Regions from separate parts of the Rattus norvegicus genome. Here region 2 is linked to region 1. Evidence: chromatin contacts called from public Hi-C data. All regions are on one chromosome and are shown on one strand. The core of a region is the stretch at or near the end of the contact, and the rest is flanking DNA. Distances in the headings are between cores, read along the strand shown.

The links. Hi-C and Micro-C count contacts between places; a contact is called where the count stands out from the background.
Region 2: a Hi-C map of the A7r5 cell line shows a contact between it and region 1, with 4 times the contacts expected there. The contact joins the promoter of Gorab here to the enhancer-like site in region 1. A contact is called at or near these places in 4 of 12 Hi-C or Micro-C datasets (the A7r5 cell line, the Rat2 cell line, Schwann cells and 1 more) and 1 of 1 datasets of contacts at active chromatin or transcription factors (oligodendrocytes).

Annotation. Positions count from the first base shown.
Region 1 is chr13:78,125,881-78,130,677 of GRCr8, forward strand. It overlaps the pseudogene LOC103692020. Among named protein-coding and RNA genes, the nearest start is that of Prrx1, 76 kb to the right of the region's middle. Within about 2 kb of position 2,766, at least 6 of the 93 cell types and tissues checked have an H3K27ac peak or open chromatin away from gene starts, as enhancers often do. A contact at or near this core is called in the A7r5 cell line, where this site is marked.
Region 2 is chr13:78,294,094-78,299,038 of GRCr8, forward strand. It overlaps Gorab (golgin, RAB6-interacting), which reads right to left and starts at 1,395. Exons shown (of 5, transcript NM_001100563.1): 1 at 1,258-1,395. The coding sequence starts at 1,318.

The DNA.
Region 1 (4,797 bases), core at 1,516-4,015:
AGCAGTAAATGATGCTTGGTGGCACACAGATGGACATTTGTTTAGTGTCATACTTATGTACCAATGTGTTATGATATGTGTAATAGTTATGTAAATGTGCCCGAGGGAAATATAATTTGCACATCAATCAATAATTTCATGTTTATTATTGTTTGGGACAAGGCTAAGTAACAAAATAAGCCAAATTAAAGAAAATATTAAGTAAATAGGAATCCAGGTGGTCGGCAGATGTTGCACCAAGTACAAGACGGTGACTTAAGTGACTGAGCTTGGGAAACACTGGGAATGTTGGATGTCCTGATGACCTTGACTGTTTGGTAGGATCCTCAGGCACACCCGACCTCTCATTTTCTGTTCTATCTGATCCCCTTCCCATGGTTTCCCCCGTTTAGTAAGTTGGATTTTGATTGGAAAGAAGGCCCAGTTTAAATCAGATCTGGAAAGATTCTTAGGTCTAAAACTTTGCCCTCTCTTCACAGCATGCACTCCTGGTCCTGTTCTGCAGACTGGAGAGACTCGTCAGCCTCGGCAGAGTGCTCATAATTACACATGGAGCTGTTGCCAGGCAACCTTGATGGACTTCAACATTTTCCATTTGCTATTTATTATTGGAGGTATTAACCTTGCTTGTCTGATAAACAGTATTTATCAGTTAACCCCAATTACTATTCTTCTCAAAATTACACACGGGCACACAAAATTTGGTAAATATTATGTATGGTTATTCTTTGCATTGGTATGGGGTATTTATAAAGAGTGTATTGAATGGTGTTAAATGATATAAAGATTAACCTTAATTTGATTTTTATCGGCAATTTTGTTACATGTTAGTATTTTCCACTTTGTAAGAGTCACAGGAGCCTGAGTGGCCTACTCTAACTCCTGAGTTCGTTCGTTCGTTCTTTCTTTTAAGATTTATTTATTATGTATACAGCGTTTCACCTGCATATACACCTGCAGGCCAGAAGAGGGCACCAGATCCCATTACAGATGGTTGTGAGCCACCATGTGGTTGCTGGGAATTGAACTCATGATCTCTGGATAAGCAGACAGTGCCCTTAACCTCTGACCCATCTCTCCAGCCCTAACTCCTGATTTCTAAGTTCAAAATATTTTCATCCTTCTTTGCTTAATGTTAGTCTTAGGGATTTAGAGAACAAGACATCAGAACTTCTGGGAACTCTTAGGAATTTTATGTCTTAGGTTATTCTTAATGTACTTCTGACCTTCTGTATACTCTTGGCTCATTATTATAGACGTCTAATGGTGTAAGTACGATAAAATATTTGTTTAATAAATTCATTAATAATAATGTAAATAGTAAATATGGCTTGGTATCATTAAAAAAAAAACTATAGTCTTTAACTAATGTACAGACACTAGAAAACACCAGAGAACATTATTTAGGATACTGAAAGACGCTGATGGTCATATCAGCTAACATGAATAGCAACTGAATCACATGCTGGTGAGAACAATTTAAAGATCATTTCTGTTTCCAAACTCTTATTATTTCTTGAAACACTACCCAAAGAACATGACAAAGACTCTGATTAAGCCTACCAGGATTTAATTTATTTACAAGAATGACTCAGTATGAGCTGCACACGGGGCCATGGACACACATCGGGACCATGTTAGCAGTTCCAGGCAGGGCTGACATCAAGGTCCTTTCTCGCTGTACATCTTCTCATCCCCCTGCCCAGGTAGCTAAAGTGCCAGTCTCAAACTCTCCTATGTGATCATTTCCTGAGAATCCTCTAACTTGGCAACCTCTCTTTATTAAGTTTAGTTTTCTCAGGAGATTTTGCTTGGGATTCAGGATTAGAAAAAAAATCAGATTTTTTTTTAATGTTGAAAAGAAAAACCCACAGGGATACATTATCTAAAACAGACAGCATTATGGGCTCATGGGCATTTGGGTGGAGCACTTTGGTCAAATTATTTGTGTTCCAAGAAAGAGGAAGGCAACGATTAAATAAGGTTTTCAAGAGCACCCCCCTCTTTTAAACTGAAGAGCACTTGAAAGCTTATACTAGATAATGATCACTTTACATCGAATTAAAATGTACCCGGACCCTAGAAGGAATTATTACTAGGAGTTAATTGCAAGTCGCAGGTTTAGAGTGTCTGCGGCTGTCAGGTTATGGCTGCATGGAGGCCCTCATAAACAAGAAGGAAGCTGCCTAACGTGTCCTCTCCAGACCAAACGGACATGTGTTTCTCATTTAAACATTTCATTGCCCCAACTGAAAACAAATCAGCTGTGTCCTTGGGATCTTAAGGGGAGAAGGTTGGGATTTATTCCTGGCCAAGCCTGAGGAAAACATTACCCTAATGGATGAAATATGTTTGCACTGAAGGCTTCTGAAAAGTGTTGAACTAGCCTCTCCTAACTTGAGCTCCCCTGCCTTGGAAAGAGAGGAAATTCAGAGAAGTCCATTGGCATCAGGCTAGCTTTGTCTTCCTGTGAGGAATGGCGGGTAAACCTTGCTTTGCTTTAGCTAAGCATCTCAAGTAGTCACTGTCCCCAAGATTTACACACAACCCCCACCTACCTTCATCAGAGTGGTCTACCAATGCCATCCTGAGCTATAGACAGTAATTGAAGACCACTTCCTGTTATCTCAGGTCAAATTCCTCAATCAATTCAATGTTGTTTCCTCAAAAAAGGTTTCCCTGATTTCTCAATGCTCAATGTGGCCAGCAAGAACATCGGTTCAAGGAAGATTATTTCTACATTGAAAATAATGGTCTCCTTAGGTCTGTGAGCCTATTGTGGAGGAATTTTGGCTTCCTTTTATGGCTTTTAACCCTGACAGAGCACAGGAAATAGGAAAATAGATTTATTTTCCTTGGCAAAATTGGAGGATGCTTGGTTTAGCAATCTGGAGGTTTTTAAGAGTTCAAGCTGGGCAGCACAACGTGAAGCCACTGTAAGAACTATAGGTCAGATGCTCCAGTGTCATTAGGGAAATGCATCACCATTAATAGTCTTCTTCTTGGTTCTGTGTGATAGGACTGCCAACAAGCAAGATAGCTGACTTCTCCTCTTCTCTTTTCTTTTTTCCTCTTATTCTGTTTTTCAATGAAAAGACTTAAAAGTTTAAAGAAATCGGAGAATTGAAAAGTCCACAGTGTATCCACAGGGCAGCACTGGTAGGAATTCCCAAAGCTTGTGACTCGCTCATGCTGCTGTGATGTCTCCCTGGCTTTGAGACAAGGAAAATCTAGTGTAAAGAGGAGATTAGAAATCTGTCTTCATACAGGTGATGGATTTACATTCAGAATGAAATGTAGATGTCACCATTTTGTAACTCGGATTTCTGAAGGCTCCATCTTCCAGGAGATGAGCCAATATGTGATTCCTATCTTAGGCTTTGCCCCTACCAACAATCAGACTTGTATCTGTCAGTAGAGCAGCACATTTTGGTAGAATAATTTGAGAGGTTAATGTGTGGTTTTATCTTCTGGCTTTCATATTTCATAGTATGAAGAATACCATTTAATTTTTTGAATCTTATGAGCAACCCCTCAGCTTTCTTCTTCTTCTTCTTCTTCTTCTTCTTCTTCTTCTTCTTCTTCTTCTTCTTCTTCTTCTTCTTCTTCTTCTTCTTCTTCCTCCTCCTCCTCCTCCTCCTCCTCCTCCTCTTCCTCTTCCTCTTCCTCTTCCTCCTCCTCCTCCTCTTCTTCTTCTCCTCCTCCTTCTCCTTCTTCCTCTTCCTCCTCCTCTTCTTCATCATTTTGGAGTGCAGCATGAGATCTTATTTGACAAGATAATTCACATTGCTATGAAATATAAGCAAATTGTATCATATTGGGGAGTCATTGCTGTTTGTAATTTATGCCAGCATTATCATCCACCAGTAAGAAATTGTGTTTAACTTTCAAGAAATATCAAAATGAACATATGAGCAAATTCACTAAGATAGGTGTAAGTACCTATCATGATCACCATTTCCCTATTTTCAGACCCTAGTCAATGTCCTTCAGGCCTTAAAGTCAAGTATACCTATATGCTAGTCTCTGAAGACAGACAAATTTTACTTTTGGTAAGGATTTTCAGTTATTTGCGTGAACTAATGTATGCCAAGAGATAATATTTCAAAATAACTTCCCATTATCAAAATTTATAAGGATAATATTTCTTAATTGTCTTTTCTAACTTTCTTTTAAACTAAAATTAAATATCTCATTTGGTGCTTCACTTTACCATCAATAGAATTACCTATGTTATTAACAATACATAGTAGTTTTTCACAAACCTGATGTGCTGCCAGACACCAGTCTTTTAGACAAAAAAAAATTAGTATGTTTAATCTTCATTGTCTATTTTACTGAACTTAGAATTACCTAGGAGATAAACACATCTATCAGGGTCTTCTCAGAGAGGTTTAACTGAGGAGAGTAGATTTCCCTGAATATGGGCTGTGCCATTCCAAGAGCTAGGGTTCTGACTTAAATAGTAGGAGGAGTAGAGAAGGAGAGAAAGAGAAGAGTGGAGAGGAGAAGAGAGTAGAGGAGAGGAGAGGGGAGGGGAGGAGAGGGGAGGGGAGGGGAGGAGAAGAGAGAGGAGGGGAGGGGAGGGGAGGGGAGGGGAGGGGGAGGGGAGGGGAGGGGGAGGGGAGGGGAGGGGGAGGGGAATAGGAAGAGAAAGAGAAAGAGGAAGAGGAGGAAGAGAAAGAAAGAGAAAGAGAGAAAGAGAAAAAGAGAGAAAAAGAGAAAGAGAGAAAGAGAGAAAGAGAGAAAGAGAGAAAGAGAAGAGACTCACTTCTCTCTTGTTTGTGAGTGTGGATA
Region 2 (4,945 bases), core at 145-2,644, 170 kb after region 1:
AAGTTATATTTCATGACAGGTGAGCATCCCTGTTGGCAAGGACGGAAGAAGCCCCTGGACCACACACCTAATTCAAAAGCAGATGCTGAGAACGGAGTCAGATCAGATCTAGATGCCTGTACTTTAGACACAGGTATGTGAATGAAGAATGATTCACAGAACAAAAGAACCTGAAACCACCCAGCTGGACAGAATCAGTTGGGACACATCTGATATGATAATTTCATGAGAGTTTTAAAAGATCCCTAGACCAACCCTATTTCCCCCAAATGTATATAAGGCACAGTGACCTCATGTTAGCGACTTACCTCCTTTTGCACCTGTCAGCCCTAAATAATTCTCATATCTAGGCTAAAAATTACAGTGTACCTGAGCCCTATCCAAATTTCTCACAAACTACAGACATGGAAGAATTTATTTAATTTCATCCTTAAATAAAATATACTTTTTATAACGTTAATAGTGGCAGAAAATTCTCACAGAAGTGATGGGCACTACCAAGATTAGCACAGACATCTTTGTGAAGTTTCAATCACAGGTCAAGAGCGTTTTTACATCGTTTCCTACCAAGTACCAGAAAATTTAATGAATCAGAAGTAGCGTTGTAGCAAGGCCATATATTGATCTATAATTATTCCATAAAGCCCTGGGGAGAGCACTAGATTTTGGCTGTCTCTCAAGGCAGTAAAGACAAACATGTGAGTGCACTGTGCTCGTGCACACAAACACATACACGCACTTCAAATCTTAACCTCTCAAAAACCCTTTTGGTTTGCGATTCCCCAAAACTGGAAAGATGTGCAAATTCATCCGGTAGCCAGAAGTAAACGTAATACAGATGTATCATAAATTACCACCTCTTTCACGCTTATTCACTCTCATGATCCCTTTCGCAATAACTTTTTATAAGTTCGCAATTATGATGCTGTATATATATGCAGTGCTACTCTTCAGTCACCCTGACGCCAAGTCTGCAACCATTGATTTGTGCTACAGTCCTCCCTGACGAGCCATTCTGGTGTTGGCTTCGCTTTCTCTCCCTAGCCTCAATTCTTTAAACAGGGGTATATTAAATCATCAGAAAGCGGATGTTAAAAGAGAAACCCTCGGGGCCTCTGCAGCTAAAACAGCCACCTGGGAGCCCCACGATTCCTGTCCTTCCACTTGCAGCTCCAGCCCCCACGCCCCCTCACCCACTAGGAAGGCCTCCTGTCCTTCAGACTCGAGACTCCACACCCACACGGATATACACCTTACCTTTATTCTGCTTTAGTCTCCTCAGCTCTTCTTCAGAGAAGCCAGCCCAACCCTGAGCCATCCGCCTAGCCCTAGGCACCCAAAGAGTGCCCAAATCCCGGCGCGCAGATTGCCAACACAACTCCACAGGCACATCCGGGTTCCTTCAGTGGATGCGGCGAACAGCCAATCAGAGCGCTGAACTGTGGCGCTAGGACCCTCTCGTCATTCGGGGGCCTGCGCCCCTGGAGCTGTCCGAGCGATGCCTGAAGAACCATCTCGACGGACCGCACCACCACCGCCTTCGTCTCCACTCCTGGGCCTCTGCTACACGTTCCAGTTCTTCCTTTTCCATAAATTTTGGCAAGATGGGGACTATGGGAATGAGAAGAAGGGCTGATGCAAACTGACAGGGAGGCTTTGGCAGAGGAGGCCTAAAGAGGGCGGGTCCTGTCTGACCAGCTGGGCGGAGTCAGTGTTGCCTGGGAGGTGGGCTGTACCGGAGCATCCTTGGCTTGTAGATTCTAAGTCATGGAGAAACATGGAGTAGGGGTGAGGTATAATCAATGGCCAGTTCTCTGCCAGACAGTAGTTATCTAGCAGATTTCATTTTCTTATTTCTTTGATGAATGAGACTCAGTACCTAACCCTTATACCAAGAGATTTTGCTGGTCTCCAATTCACAAATCCTCCTGCCAAGTGCTGGGACTATAGAAAGAAGTGCCGCATCACCACACCACACTCAAGTCCTAAGTGATGACTATTTTTGGTCTAAAGCTGTCTTCTTGAGCTTCCATTTCAACGTTTTAAGTAGAGTTTAGAAAAATTAAAAGCTGCAAAACTTGTCAATGTATGCCTAAGTCAGCGTTTTTTTTAAACCGACTAATCGTTTCTATTTTCATTATTTTTACTAAAACCCAAAAACATTACATTGGCTACATTGAAAATTTAAAAGTGTATTAATTTCCAGCCTAGGAGTCAATGTTTTTAATCAAGTTGAAATAAAACAGCATACCGTAAAATATGACACCAATGATTGGAATGAGCAGTTCAGTTTAGATAAGTATCAGAAAAAGGTTCGACATCTTTCTTATAATCTTTAAACTTTGAAATTCAATGGGTTTTTCCCAAATTCAAGGATGCCACACATGCTTATCTTAAAGATGAGTTTATTCTCACTATATTTAAAAGGTAAAAATAACCATCTAAAAGGATTAGTTTTGTTCAAGTTTTGAACATAGACTAAATATGTAAACAGGTATACGCTGACTACAGGATAAAGTGTAGCAATCTGTCACAATCTGGTAGCCGATTCAGCTTACCCTCTGCACACAATAACCGTTTACTAGTGACCCAACAGCAATCTTAAACCAATGTGTGTGCTCTCTGTTACATTTTATTCATTCATTTTCTATGAGTTTCAAGAATTATCACTAATCTTAATAGAGTCAATAATGATGGCATTTTAAAAGGTTCTGCCTTGCTTATGAATGCAAATCAAGGCACCAGCAAGAGATAATAAAAGCCAATAAAATCCATCTGTATAAAGTTATACTTTCCCATTTGTAACATTCCAAATCTCCTTTTCCTTGTTCTGTTGGCCCTTCCTCAAGGAGCCCACTTTTACAATGCTGTAGGATATACTGGTGGAAACTCAGTTCCAAAAGTCCTTGTTCTGTAGGAGAATTTTGTTCTGAGTTGAGGGAATATCTCTAGAAGAGTTTTGCTGGAAATCTCAGTCATGTTAAGCCAACTATATTTAAAGGGAAAAATTTCCCCATTTGTGTAAAAATCTGGATCCTATACCATATACACCAGGCGTGTTATTGTTTCCCTTACACACAGAAGGCTTCCTTATTTGCCAGAGCAGTAGGCTGTGTTTTTCTAATCTCTATATGTTCAGGCTCTTAACTAGTTTGTTTTCAGTTATCTGTAAGAAACTCAGTCTTGAGTAGCTATATTTTGTAGTATTTTCTTTTTATATTCTTTTAAGTTCCATAATGTACATTTTTGTATTTAAATATATATATATTTGTATATATATATATATATATTTCAGCATGTTTGTGTGTTTATAAAAAGGTATCATATGTGACAATTTGGACTGTAATATTTTTCCCCGGTTGATTCTTCACTAGATGATTGGTGTTTTTTTAAAACCAAAAATCTAGAGCCAGATGTGGTGCTCCATTCCTATAATTCCAGCACTCAAGAGGCTGTGGCATGAGTTTGAATCCAGTCTGGGTTACACCGTGAATTAGAGACCACCCTGGCTGTGATGTGAGACCCAGTGTAAAACAATAAAAATAACTGATATTTTTTTAAAAATAGAATTGTGTGTCTAGTGCATTTATAAAACTGAGCTGCCCGGCCGGCTCAGGCGATTGAGGTACGAGCTGTGGAAACTGGCATCGTGCATTCAATTCCTGGTAACCCACATGAGGGTGAATGAAAGAAGTTCGTACAGAGTGGTGCTCAGATTTCCATCCCCATGGCGTTGTATACACGCCCGCACACATCCTCCCACACAAGGTAACATTCATAACTTGGGAAATAATTTCCGACTTCACTTGGAATAAAATCCCAGATCCTCTATGATCCTACGTCATTGGCCTCCTCCTCCTCCTTCTAGAGTAAGCTGTCTTTCTTCACTGTCCTTAAACTCCAATCGGATGGATTTGCTCGGACCTTTAGAATGCCCAGGGCTTCTCCCTCCTCTCTGCCGGCCTAGCCAGAGCTTTCCCAGTCACCGTTCCTTAAGCTGTTCTCTTCACCTTGTCCATTGATCCTTCCTGCTTAAGTTATGGTCCTCAAGTCCACATAGGCTTTATACGACCACACTATCTAAATACCAGCCTCCTATTTCCTGCACTTTTATGACTTATACAGCACTGAGTGTAATATCTAGGCGGTTTGTATTTTACATTTTTATTTTCTATCCCCCAGTTTGATAAGAGTTCCACGATATAAACTTTAACCTCTTATTTACCCAGCATAAAACAGACTAGCAGCTGCTAAAAACCAATTATGTATTAAAAGAACAAACCTTTCTAAGTTTAATGTTCATTTATAACATTTTCACATTTAATGCACTTGAGATTTCTTTCTAGAATGAATTTCTATGGTGCTGAAAATATGAAATATTTTTTTATTCTTCTTGCAGCTTTGAACTTTTTAGTTAATAAACGCATTTTAACTAGTTGAGGAAAATCAGAAGGGCCTTTATTATTTTTTAAGGTCCGATGTTAGGCACCTTCTTCACTCCAGATAGATAGAATGGAAGAGTAAGGCTGCTTTTGCCTCTCAGTTTCTGAGAGCAGTCAGTGTTCCAAGGTGAAATAGAAGGCATGGCAAAGTAGCTTAGTTTACAGTGGCTGCAGTATACGGCAGATGTTGGTTTAAAAACAAAATCCCAATTGCTCAATTTTACCAGTTGAAGACTCAGGAGCCAGATGCTGGGATGAAAATCTGCTAGCTCAGAAAGACAGGGAAGTCACCCAGTTGACTCCTCCACAACTAATATCTCAGAAGGACAAACAAACAAACAATTCTCCCACTCCACAATATCTTAAAACAAAACAAAACAATTGAATGTTCCCCCTTTCTACTTCTGGTGCATCCCGCTGTCTATCCTCCTAGCCTCCTCTCACTCTCTATTTTTATTTCATCTGTACGCTCTTCCTGCCAACTGGTTGCTTGGTCTATCTCT